2 separate regions of the Capsicum annuum genome follow, and region 2 is linked to region 1. Evidence: chromatin contacts called from public Hi-C data. All regions are on one chromosome and are shown on one strand. Each heading gives the region's core, a stretch centred on a gene start, on an enhancer-like site or on the middle of the called end of the contact. The rest is flanking DNA. Distances are from core to core; before and after follow the strand shown. Region 1 has its middle 50 kb from the start of LOC107846014. Region 2 holds the start of LOC107846013 (BEL1-like homeodomain protein 9).

Region 1 (7,027 bases), core at 1,989-4,488:
AACTCCATACCTCCTGTATAGCTTCCTGAAACTCCTTCTGTTGTAGTAATACTATCAAAAGTCTGAAAGGTCTTCTGCAGTTTTTCATACAGAGTACAGTGTTTAATAGTACTGAGGAGTGGTCTAAACATACAGGCAGTATAAAATTAGCTTTAATATGATTATATTTAGTTATCCACTCAATATTCCCAAATTCCTAATCAATGTTACTGTAAATTTTATCCTCAACACCTCTTTTATTACACTAAGAGTATTCACATCCTCTTTTAGTAATATATTCCAATTTGAGATCATCTAGACATTGTTGAAAATCTTGAGTTTTTGTTTTGCAACCTCTATTTGCACCTTCTTCCCTTTATCAACTACTCTAGGCTTTGTAGGTTCTACTGATATCTCATCTCCGAGCTTTTCCTTCTATCCCACACCTCCGTCTTCTTTTTTCTTCGTATAGATTTGGAAGGTTCTTGGAAGGTCATTACATTCTTTGAGCAATCAACAACATAATGCCTAAAAGTACATCAGTGTTGGCAGAATTTAGGCATCCACTTATATTTCACTTTATGCTTTAACAACTCTCCATGTGGCTTCATGATCTTGAGTTCACTTGGTAATGTTTGTGTAACATCCATTTCAATCATCATTAGGGCATAAGATATTCTTTCACCGTGGGCTATAAGTTTGTCAGTACAAATTGGCTTACCCAGGAAACTCCCAATACGACCTAGATTATCTGTTGTCCAGAATTGTATAGGCAGACAAGGAAATTGCACCCATAGAGGCACAATTCGCATTGACTCATTCGACATATGGTAATCAGGCATCCAGTCTGTAATGATTGAGGGTTTATTATGGAACGTGTAAGGCCCTTTTTCAGTTATGAGCAACTTTTCTTTAGTTGATGAGAATCGAAATATGAAAGGATAAATACTTTTGGGGTTTCCATTTCATTCCACTCACCATATACAAAATTCAACATCTCCTTGAAGGTTGGATTACCCCCAATTACATATCTAATCAAAGCAAACTCCTATTTATGACATTGAGCCCCAACATCGTCTGTATTCAGTTTCACAACCTTAATTCCCATCACTAATTTAAGGGGAATAAATGCTAAGTTGCATACCTTTTCGTATATTACGATTCCCACATAGCACGTCTGCCATTGTAGGATGTCCTACAGATTCGTCCGCAGAAAAGGTGAGTTTTCTCGCCGCTACCACTGCTTCTAGCTCTACCTGCACTACTTTGCTCATTTGAACTGCAGTTTTAGTCGAAGCTTCCAAAACCGTCTTCGTTGGAACTTGTTGCGAATTTTCAGTCTCCGAGAGAAATTGGCTAATTGGACAGTCGGTAGCAGCTGGTAATCCCTGTTTCAGGTGTAACCATACGAGAACTAGTCACCTCATTCACCGGGGTCTTCAGATCAGCGCGCACAGACCATTTACAGCGAGCCCTGAAAAGGCGTACGTTAGTCAAACCCTACGTAACGTGCGCCTCTTGAGCTCTCCAGTAGCGTGCTAACATTAATTCTTTCTTGATGGAGAAGTTTTGGACTTCTATAAATAGGAGATTCATCTTCTCATGCAATAACAAGATATCATCCACAATATATATAGTTTTACTGAATTTGTTTAGGGAAATATTTTTCCCAATAGATTTAAAACTTTTAAATTTAATTTTCAATATGCATGTCTATTCATATCAATAATATGTTTTTAGTATAATTTTTTCTTGTTGTCGAATTTATCACAATATGATGTGCAATTATTATCTTCGACGTCACGGCCTTTGAATTCAATCCCAACATACACAACTACCTACTATTCTTCTATCTTAATCGTCAATTTTTATATCTTTCTATTTATGATGGTATCCTTAATAAGCTACACTAACAGAGATCATGTTCCTTATTATCTCTTTATGCTATGATAAGAGATTTTTGTACGATTCAATAGAAATGTTATTTTAAATTTCTTTTCTATGTCTCACCACAAGCCAAAGAATTGAACAAGTGAAGATATATATGTTCTCGCTTTCCTTTTGTTCTCATCGTTTCCTCCAAATCCAACTACGTGCCAAATCGTTGGAGGAAGTTTCCCCTTGGAAATTATTAGATCGTTATGGAGTTAGTTATCATGAATTTGTAAATTGACCTGATGAGCTTGACAGATTAGGTTAGCTGACACCAATAGTCACAACTTCATTATTCAATCCAACAAAAAATATATTTCCTCCATTTTAATTTATTTATCTTACTTTCAGTTTAATTTGTTTCAAAAAAATACTTCTTTTTAATTTGAAAATTCAGTAATTTTAATATTTCGCTTGTCATGTTTAAATATCTGATTACACCAAGACAAATAAATTAAAATCGAGATAAGTAATATGCTTTAAACATCTAAAAGAAATGTAGAAATAAAAAGACTTGCAAGAAACCGTCCTAAAATATCTGTTCATTTTTGCTTGTTTACCTTTGGATGTTGTACACCTCCTGAGAAATAAAAATTGCAATGATTTTACCATAATGTATTAATTAGGATTTAGTATTAGATCTTAAAAATAATTTGAGAAAGAAAAATTACTTCCTCCGTTTCATTTTATGTGTCACAATTTTCTTTTTTTTGTTCATCCCAAAATAAATGTCACCTTTCACTATTTAAAAACACAATTTCACTTTTATCCTTATTGGTCTCACTTAATTAAAAAAAATAATATTATATTTTTAAATAAAGAATAGTTTGATAAAAATTACTAATTTTTTTTATTTCTTAAATTTTATATTTAATCAAATTATGACACATAAAATAAAATTAAGAAATACTCCCACAGTTTAAAAAAGAATGACCTACTTTGACTTGACACGAAATTTAAAAAAATAAAGAAGATTTTTGAATCTTGTGGTCTTAAATTAAAAATATGTCAAATGTATTAAAACGCCCTTCAATCTTGTGATCTTAAATATGTCACGTGAAAAATTAAAATTAAAAAGTTACAAAAAAAATCATTCTTTTTAAAAAGAACTAAAATAAAAAGGAAGTATTTTTTTTTTTTTTTAAACAAGGGAGTAATAAATTGTGTTGTATTCGTAGAATCGCTGACAGATAAAAAGTTAAAGGAGGGAGTAAAAGGTAGCCCGGGTTGTCGGGAAGTGAGTGAGTCAGCTAGAAGTAAATTGAATAGAGTCACGGGAATTTTTATACTCTGCCTTTTTTTTTTTTACCTAAATAGTTAACACGCAAACGCAATTATATGCATGCACTTTGCTTTTGTCAATTTACTGTTATTTTGGACCCACCAACTATACCTCCACATGAATTCAAAACGGAAACATATTGTATAATTGGACGCTCCCTCTTGTTCGTACATTTTAGCCCACTTAAAAAAATACATATATTTTTATTATTTTTAAATTATATAACATATTTAAGATTATAAAAATTTAAAATATTATAATATATTTTAGTTTTGAATTTACTTTTAAAAATTTAGTATCAAAATGTTAAAAATAAATTGAAACAGACAAGTACTTTGACAGTTGGATTTGTGTTGCTGGATAGTGATCATTACCTCTTTTTTCATTCAGATGGTCAGGAAGATCTTTCCTATTGTTTTGCATGTCAATCCACTTAATTAAACAGAATAAAAAAAGAACAATATATGTGACGGAAGAATCCATCACAAATTCAAACGTCAAAAACTGAATAAGATCGTTTTAAATTGGTTGAGCTCTATCATAATCTCGTCACAAATTCGGAAAAGTAAGTGTCCATCATGAATATCCCGTCACAAATATGTGTTTTTGCCGTAATACTCCGTTTAAATTTTTACCTATTTTCTTTACTATTATTATTATTAGTGTTTTTCAATATGCAAATCATAACATATGTCCATCATTCTGGTGTTTGAATGCATGACAATACTGTTCCTCATATGTCCTTTATATTACTAGAACTTATGGACTTGCATGCTCTGATGTAGGGATGTGCATCGGTCGGTTTGATTCGATTTTATGTATTATCGATTTTGTTTATCAGTTATCGATTTTCAAATATACTAAACCAATAATCAAATACTAATTATTGCTCAAAAATACTTTTTAAATTCACTGGTCAAGCACGAACTGCTCCTCACAAAAAAATTAAAAATTAAAAGCACTTTTAGAAGAAAAAAAAACGCTTCTTAAAATAAACTGATTTTAAAAATTTGATCAAACGTGCTATAAGTATAATAATGTCAAATAAAAAGTTTTAGGCAACAATTATTGGAAATTGCTGAAGTCCAATGTCATGAAATATTTCCTTGTTTCAACCACCAGATTTGTCGAATTAATAATGTACACCATACACATCACAAACATGTAACCCTACCAAAATTGAAAAACATACGCAAGAATTACAAATCACACGACATAACAAAATTGTTTTAAATCACTTTGTCATAGATATACTAGAAAAAATTGGATATAAAGTAGCCTTCACAAAACTAAAACATTACATGTATACTTATTTTTTCAGGAATTATTAATTTATAGTAGGTGAGAATCCATCGAGGAAACTAAAAAACTAAAATGAGAGGACAACAAAAATATATGTCACATCTAGGATTTGTAGGTGGATTCTTTCGTTGTGTGAATGAGATTTACGTACTTCTTACTTTATATAAGCCATTTATGTCCTATGTGTAAAGTAATTTCTTTTTAACAAAAAGAAATTCAATTGAACACCTTGTACCGCACCCTCCTAGTTAGCTGTGTCCCCCGGCGAGGCCGCAATATATTTAGGGGCGTTTAGCTATACAATATGAAATCATGATTTTAAATTATAACATAAAATAGTAATAATTTGAAAATATGAGATGAAATTGAAATTTTATTTCAACATATAAGTTGAACCTTTTATGTTGTATGTTTTCTCATAAACATAAAAATCTCATAAGTTGTGAAAACCATAAAAAGTGTTCCAATCTTTATATAACCTTATCAAATAAGTAAAAGTTTATGACAAAAGTATAATACAATATCACAAAACTAGTATAAAAACACACTACAACATTTATTGATGAGACTTTAGTTCAACAAAAACATAAAATTAAACATGAGTTGTAGTGTACCACTTTTTAATATAATCCTCCCACATAGTTCAGACAATCTTCTCACGTTGAGCTTTCATTTAATTATGATTTTTTTAGTAAGCGTTTATCTGAAATGAAGTAGTAATAAATTTAGTTGGTGAATGAATATGATCAAAATATTGAATTTGGTAAATAATGAAGAGAAAAAACATCTTTTTCCCCCTGAACTTGTCGTCACAACTCACTTTAGTACTTAAACTTAACTTCCGTTTATTTACCCCCTTAACAACTTTCAAATGAATTAAATTCCTTCCTATAACTGACGAGACAAAAAAAAAGAGCGAGTGAATTTTTTTTTTAAAAAGACCACTTTATTGCTATTTATAAATATATATATATATATATATAACATTAAAAGAAAAATGTATTCATAGAAGACATTTTCATCTTCTTCATCACTCCCCTTCCCCATCCCCACGCCCACCCCCACCCCACCCCCAACACTTCATTTCTTCATCTTTTTCATACCCCCACCCCGTTTCTTTGTAATTCTCTTCCTATCAAGTCCTAATTAATCCAAAATTTTATTTTTCGACAATCAAAAAGGGTTCAAGATTGGTGAATAAGTTTGATTCTTGGCCAAGAATTTCATGTCATGCGAATATCATCTATGCCATTTTTGAATTTCAGACAGTTTATGCCATTTCTGTAGACATTTTTGAGTAAGAAATTGAAAATTTAGGAGTTTTGAAATTTTGAGTTTTGATTAATGTGAAAGAATTTGGATTTGAGATTTTGTGTATTGATGTATTTTTGTGACCATGTACTTATATTTAGTTCATTGATGGATTTGCTCAAGCTAATTCAAGTTAATTTTGCATTTGATGAAGAAAAAAATTCATTGAAAAAACTTGTGGTAATGGAGAAAGAAATAGAAAAAAATGGTGCTTTTATGTGAAGAAGAAGAAGGAGGAGGAGGGTGGGGAGGAGGAAGGGGATGGAGGCTGCTGTCTAATGAAGAAGTAGAAGGAATTGAGGTGGGGTGGGGGCTGTGAAAGAACGAAGGGGGTGGGGGTTGTGAAGAAGAAGAAGGAAGGGGGGCGGGGTCTATTTTATTTATATAAAATATATTTTTTTATAAAAAATATACTCTTTTAAATATATATATAAAAATACTATATATAAAATATATAAAAAGTTAGTGTGTGGGATTATTAAAAAAAAATAAATTCTTACATGGAAAATGACATGACATTGATGTGGGACTGATTTGACAATGATGTAGCGCGTGTGTAGTGCACTCTCCGTCGTGAGAGTGGTATTCAATTTTGAGGGGTGAAAATAATTCACTTTAAAGATGTTAAGGGGAGTAAATAAATGGAAGTTAAGTTTAAGTGCTAAAGTGAGTTGTGGCGACAAGTTTGGAGGAAAAGATGCCTTTTCTCAATAATAAAGGGTAAAATAAGATCTAATAAGTAGTACTAAATTTTATGTCGGTGAAAATAATTGTTGTATGAGATATAAATGATTTAAAGAGTAATATTAATATGAACTATAATATTTATTTACATATGAAATAAATGGTGAGATTTTGTTTTTTAAAAAATATAAATTTGTGGATTAATTTTGTATTTGAAAACAATCCCAAACAATGATATGAAATTTCAAATCAAGTTTTTTTTGAAGAAATTAAAATTTTATCTCATGATATGAAATCAACATTAAATCACATGTCCAAACATTAATTTTACTCATAATTTTAAATTACGAAATAAAATCGCATGTCCAAACCCTTACTTATTCTTCACAAAATCAATTTTGAGCAATTCAAATATATATCATATTTTTTAAACAACACCACCTTCAACGTTTGATACCTAACAATGAGTTAATTGATTTTGTGTTTCATTACAAATATTTAGGATTGTTTGGTTGAATTAATTAGAGTTTTGTAGGT
Region 2 (7,027 bases), core at 2,008-4,507, 71 kb after region 1:
CAATACATAATCCCAACAAATTAAACACAAGTCAAGATACAGGAGATAATATTAGAATTAATACAAAGAAGGAAATAACAAAGTTTAGAAGTCACTGGGTTACGCTTGTAGACCACGTTCTTTTTTCCTATGTGGTATGTTGGATATCGACAAACTGATGCAGGAACTGGTCTCATTGAATAATATAATTCAATGAGTAATTTTTTTCATAAGTAGATAGTAAATTACAATATTAAAATGTGATAAAATCAAATCAAAACTAAATTTACTAATAGACTTGTGCTAATATGACTAAAATAAAAGTACTAGTTAGAAGATTAGAATAACTACTTGTACATGAACATTTATTCATTAACCATTGTTACTTACAATTATTAAAAGTTATTCACCCGTTCGGAGCCACAAAATCATCACCAATTAGGTGATCTATCTTTGCCTCAAGGTGTTTGAAAAAATCTGCTATATCCAAATATGCAACGTCAACATAAGTTTCAGAGATAAAATTAGCTTCAAATTTTTTTTCTTTCTTCTTTAGTGATGCTTGATAAAGCACAATCAAGTGTTTGAGAGTGCGACAATCACATGCATAATATCCTTTTGCACCACATTAAAGACAAACACATGCTCTAACTGCTTCACATTTCTCATCCTTTCCTTGTTCCTTTTGAGGGTGTCATTTTTTTGATGAATAATTAACACCATGAACATGATTTTTTGCTTGATCATAATTACGACCATGATCAGTTCCACGATCAAATTTACGATCTTTCTTGCACTTAGCATGGTAGACATATACCTATTTTTACTTCAGGAACTAATGTAGATCTAGTAGGTCGAAATTTGTGACTTTTCATTAGCAAATCACTATTTTGTCCAGCCACAAGAAGATGAGAACTTAGTTCAGAATACTTCTTGAAACCTTTCTCTCGATATTGTTGTTGCACGAGCACATTCGAGGCATGAAAGGTGGAGAGTATCTTTTCTATTATACCTACATCATTAATAGTTCTTCCACATAGTTTCAACTGAGAAATTTTTTTTGAACATAACAGAGTTGTACTCATGAACAAACTTATAGTTTGAAAGCTCAGATGCGTCTAATTATATTGCGTTTTTGGATGTATGACTACCTTTAGGTGGTCAAACCTTTCTTTTAGGCCATGACCATTTCATAAAATAAGTGGATCCTTAACAGTAAGATATTCAATTTTTAAAATTTCGTGAATATGATGACACAAGAATATTATAGCCTTGGCAGGATCTTGATTTGATGCTTTATTTTCATTTTTAATAGTGGTATCTCCAAGTCTATAGCATCCTAATGGATTTTAGCATCCAATACTTATGAAAGGTAGTTCTTGCCCGAATTTTAAAGAGCAACGAACTCAAATTTTGTATTTACGAAATAGACATATTAAAAGAAAAAAAATACCTTAGCCTTCAAATTTTGAGATAGTAGAGTCTGATACGGATAACGTGTTCTAAGCTAAATTAACAGAGCAGAATTAATAAGAAATGTATACTCAAACTTTTGTTATTTTCTAATGTACTTAACATGGAGGCAAAGGGTTGCTTCTATATGCAACATTGCCACTACTTCAACCAATAAAAAATATTGGTGTATACATTGGTAATGTAACATTAAAAAGACCAAACCCATCGGTGGCCCCTAAATTTGACACGATCTTTCACTTTGACACCTCAACTAGATCATGTTTATTTTTATCACCTTAAGTAGCTATAAGTGTGTCATTTTGACACCTTTCGCTGACATGGTAAAGAGAGTGCATTACACTCTCCATAGGCGCGTGAATGATGAGATTTAATTGATTTTTAACTTTCTTTTCCTCTTCTTCTTCTTCTCAATTACTCCAACCATTTTGCACCTATTTTTTTCCCACCATTAACTTTGCTACACTTTCTTTAAACTGTAAAAATATGCAAACAAAAATGAACATATACAAAAAGAAAACAAATATATGAAATGAAAAAGCAGCTCGTCGATATTGTTGGGATTTGAATTTTTTGGCTATTGCAGAACTAATTAAGGACCTCAATGTAAATAATTTCTGCATCTTCTATATAATTTCTTGCTAGAAAAGAAGAAGAGACTTTTTCTGTGAATTCCGATTTTGCTATTGCAATCACTTGTCACCACTGTTATTGAGAAATTTAAAGAAATTTTGAAGATAATTTTTAGAGATGAAAATTGGAGAAAATGATCGGGGAGGGAGGAGGGGAAGGGTGGGGTGAGGCTGCGTTGCTGCAGCGTTAGTTTGTGGGGAGGGTGGGGGAGGGGGGTTGCTGCAGCAATCTTGGGGTGGTGGTGGGGTGACAGCAATCTTGGTGGGTGGGGTGGGGTACTTGGAGAAGATGATGTTTGGGGGAGGGGTCATTTATTTATTAATCTTTTATTTAAAATTAAAGTTAATTATTTAAAAATTAATTTTTTAAATTATAATTTATTTAAAATTATTATTTTAAATAAGAATGTCACATGCCTGCAAAAATGTGTTTTACAGATACTTTGCAAAATCAGTTGATTGTACAAAAAGTGTCAAAATGACACACTTAATAGTTGGTTGAGGTGTTAAAAATGAATATGGTCTAGTTAAGGTGTCAAAGTGAAAGATCGTGTCAAGTTTAGGGGGCTGACGATGGATTTGGCCCGTAAAAAAAGCATACAGTTAAGAATCTTAGCATTCATACTTTTTCACCGAATTATTTCTTAAGAAATGACACATTCTTATAATACTCCTTCCATTTAAAAAAGAATGATCTATTTTAACTTATAAAAAGTTTAAGAAAATAAATAAAACTTTTAAATCTTGTAGCCTTAAATTAAAGTTATGTCAAATGTAACAAAATATCCTTTAATCTTGTGGTCCTAGACATGTCATGTGGAAAGTTGAAATTAAAATTTTGTTAAAAAAGAAAAGAAATCATTATTTTTTAAGTGGATTAAAATGAAAAGTAGATCATTCTTTTTTAAATGGAGGGAGCGAAGAATTAAAAGATAAGGAGTAAAATGTTATACATGTATAATGAGAGAGATTTCATTTCCTCGTGCGGTAATGGAAAATGTGCCTCAATTTAATGGTACATCTACTTTAGTTTTTTCTAATAAAAAAATTATAATTCCATAATTAAAATAAATTTTCATAAATATTTTTAGTCGCATATATATCAGGTTTGATTTAACACAACAAATTTCAAAATCTTTCTATTTATAATAAAAAATAAATATTTGTCAAATCAAAAGGTTTCTTTGAAGAATAGTAGTATTGAGTAGGTGTTTCTTTCTATTATAATCAAACCAAACGACCCCTGACTGAATTAACAGCAAGTCCTCTCTTGCAGCTAAGAAGTGAAAGATATGATGAGCTACCTAGCTAGCTAGATAGTTATAATAATAATAGCCTTTCATATCATCAATATCCCATCACACCCCCTCACATTTCTTCCACTGTTCCTTCCTCCTTCTCTCTCTTTCTCAATCCATCAAAAAATACAGTACTACAGTGCTAGCTTCTTCCCCTCTTTCCCTACAGTGTTCAATGGCTGCAGAAGGATTTGAAGCATACCATGTGCCACAACAAAGTCGTAGAGATAGGCTTCGTGGTGGAGTATCCGATTGCACTGTTTTCCCTTCTTTTTACAATGATCAATCACTCCTAAACCCTTCAGATTTGCTTCTTCTATCACATAATAAACAAAAATCCCTTCATTTTATGGATCCACAAATATCCTCTTCTTTTCAAGAAATTGATAACACCCCCGCTTTTCTCTATAACACCCAGCAATCGACTTTTGACGTCGTATATAAACAAGAACAAATATCATCAGCAGCTCATGAGCCAAATATTACTACTACTCACAACAACAACAATAATAATAATTCTAGTAATAATTATGTTAGTACGGGTCAAGGTTTGTCTTTATCTTTATCATATCAGCCTCATCATCAGAACCAACTAATTAGGACAAGTACTAGTAATAGTACTGTTCCGCTTGAGCTGAATTTACAAAGATACGACTCATCATTATTTGTGGCCGCGGCAGCCGCGGCCTATTGTAATAATGAGTTGTCATCAAAGAGTAATAGTAGTACTATTCTTGGACCTTTTACTGGGTATGCTTCAATTCTCAAGGGATCAAGATTCTTGAAGCCTGCAGAACAGTTGATGGAACAAATTTGTGATGTGGGTAATAATAATAAGGGTACTTATGTTGAGAAATTTGTAGAAGTTGATGATGTTGTAGTGATGGATCTTTCACCTGATGCATCTGATGACGATGGAAGTGAACACAGGAGGAACAAGTCCAACTTAGTTTCAATGCTTGATGAGGTATTTAACTTATTTTCTGTAGCTTAGTAATACACTATTATTTGTGTGATTATACCTATATAGAACTTATTACATTTCTAAACTATTAGCTAGTATAACAGTTTGGCCATAGAATTTGATGTCAGGCTTTTGAAATGTTATTTTAGATTATTTTGAATGAGACCTTGTTTTACAATTTGCTCCATTATTTCTACTTTAGATTTGAAATTTGAAAGACTAGTTTGAGGAGTACTTCAAATTTCCACTTAGAGAACTTAAAAAGAAAATAAAAATTCTTAGGGTTATTCATAACTCCTAAGTACCCTTTTCTAATTTCTAACTCAACTGCTCTTTTTAATAAACTTCGACCAAGTCATGTCTAATCTTGTACGCTTTATTTCTAAGTGAACAGTATTCTTATTTAATTCTTTCTTTGTAGATTATTATGTGTTATCTAACCAAACATTCATCCTTTAAGGCATGCCAACATGCAGTATCAATAATTTATATATGCTTTTTAGCACATACAAATTAAATTCTTTTGAGTCTTGGTTTTATTATTAGGTATATGTTGATGCCTGTGCTTTTCAGGCATAACAGTTCGATCACTAAATCATCTTTTTGGAAGAAAAAGAAAGGTGATTGATAGGGAATATATGCACAAAGATTGGTGCCCTTAAGTGACTGAAGAAAGCCACTTCTGATTGCTTATAATGAAGCTTAGTTAGGCCGTGTATATTGTGAATGAGGATACATATATCAGGGGGAATCTATAAGAAAATATATACTTACCATAGGGACAAATTATTCAGGACCTCATTTCTTTCTTCTTATTTTCCTTTTTAAGAAATTGAAGCCCAAGTTAAAAGTTCTACTATTTTTTTGAGCGTATCTTCTTAAATTAACATATTTTCTTTAGCTAGCCTTTAGTTCGTGTTGACAACAATTGTATTTCATCGAAACATTAAAACTCAATCACTTGTTTGGAGTTGTTGAAAATTCTATTCAGTGATTCCAAGAGGTTGCTATACCATATATAAGATGTTAACATGTGGAGTTAATAACTCAAATATTTATTCAACTATCAATTTTTATCTTAAAAAAAGTCACTCAACTTTGATTTTATCTTAAGGGGTCATTTGGTTGGGAAACAAGTTATACTGGGATTAGTTATACCGGGATTACTTGTCCTGAGATTAATTATTCTGGTACTCCTATTATTTTTTTAGTGATTGTTTGGTTTGTGGTACTAAAAATAATGTGCATTGTATTTTATTTTTAAGAATAGATAGTTTGTTTACAAAAATACCCTTCACCTTATATAGCTTAATAAGTTTTATCTTATGTTGAATTAACTTCATCATTTTTTTTCTCAATTCTTTTTCATTAAGTTTTTTTTCAATTAAATTTATATTAATTCACTCATTTATTATGAAAAAAAAAATTCTAACATTAAAAGTGATATAATAAATATTTAACACTGAAAATTGTTGTATGATAACATTAATAATGTTAACTTATAAATACGACAGAATTTAATTAAAATAATTAAAAAACTTGGTTCAACAAAATATTTTTGTAGATTTTCCTTCATATCAAGCCATACAAAAGAAATTGAGAAGTTAATTTTTTTTTTTCAATTTTAGTAGTTTCTTTTTTTCTAAAAATATATGTTAAGAAATTTATGTTGATATTTCTTAAACATGTATGAAGCTTTAATAGTTCATGTTAAACTACTTATTTTGTCCTAAATTCTATAAACTGTTGATAATCTCATTTTTTGTTAAAAGAATTCATCACTAAAAAATGTGAAAAAGAATTACTCTCATTTTTCATTATTTTGTATCATTAGTATTTGAAGAGTTAAATTATATTTTCTTAAAATTAAATTTTCAAATATTTTTAGCTATATATAACATATAACTTTTTATTTAATAATTAAGCATGCACTAAGTTAGAAAGGGAATGTCAAAATATTTTAATTACTTGTCCATGATAAATTTGTTAGAAAAATTAAAAAATTAAAGTAAGATTAATAAATATTTCTATAAAATAGAAAGACAATAAATTCTTGTAGCAATTTTGAACTTGATTGTACAAATAGTTTTTATGGTGTCATTATTATTTTTTTATGACTCATCACTGTTGTAGCATTTAATAAGCTCATATTATTGTTCAAATTTATCAAAATGAATAAAATTTGTAGAGTAATTAAAATTTAAATTAGGGATAAAATTGACAAAAAAATTTGATGTGAGGATTATCAAAATCTCACATTCTCTCTTATACATAGTAGTAATATATATATATATTTGAAAAGTTATAATCAAAGGATTTGAAGGATAATTTTGTCATTTCATGGCTCTATCCCAAGGTTATGTATGTTGGAATTACTTATACCATCCAAAGGGTGAGATAACTTATTCCGGTACTATTTTTTAATCTCGGGATAAGTTATCCCGAACTAGGCAATCAAACAAGGCATCAAAAATTTTATCTCGGGACTATTATTTTATCCTGGTATTATGTGCTTTAATTCCTTACACCAAACGACCCCTAAAAGTCACTCAACAACGGACTTTATCTCAGAAAGTCACTCAACTAACTCATTTTTACTAGAAAGTCAATCAACCTATTTAATTATTTTTTTAAAATTAAATTAGCTTATGTGAAATTTCTATTTAAAAATAGAACTATGA

The links. Hi-C and Micro-C count contacts between places; a contact is called where the count stands out from the background.
Region 2: a contact with region 1 is called in a Hi-C map of leaf, with 2.1 times the contacts expected there. The contact joins the promoter of LOC107846013 here to the enhancer-like site in region 1. A contact is called at or near these places in 3 of 5 Hi-C or Micro-C datasets (bud and leaf).

What each region holds. Positions count from the first base shown.
Region 1 is chr10:162,051,508-162,058,534 of UCD10Xv1.1, forward strand. No RefSeq gene overlaps it. Among protein-coding and RNA genes, the nearest start is that of LOC107846014, 50 kb to the left of the region's middle. Within about 2 kb of position 3,239, at least 3 of the 5 cell types and tissues checked have an H3K27ac peak or open chromatin away from gene starts, as enhancers often do. A contact at or near this core is called in leaf, where this site is marked.
Region 2 is chr10:162,122,396-162,129,422 of UCD10Xv1.1, forward strand. It overlaps LOC107846013 (BEL1-like homeodomain protein 9), which reads left to right and starts at 3,258. Exons shown (of 4, transcript XM_016690540.2): 1 at 3,258-4,349. The coding sequence starts at 3,558.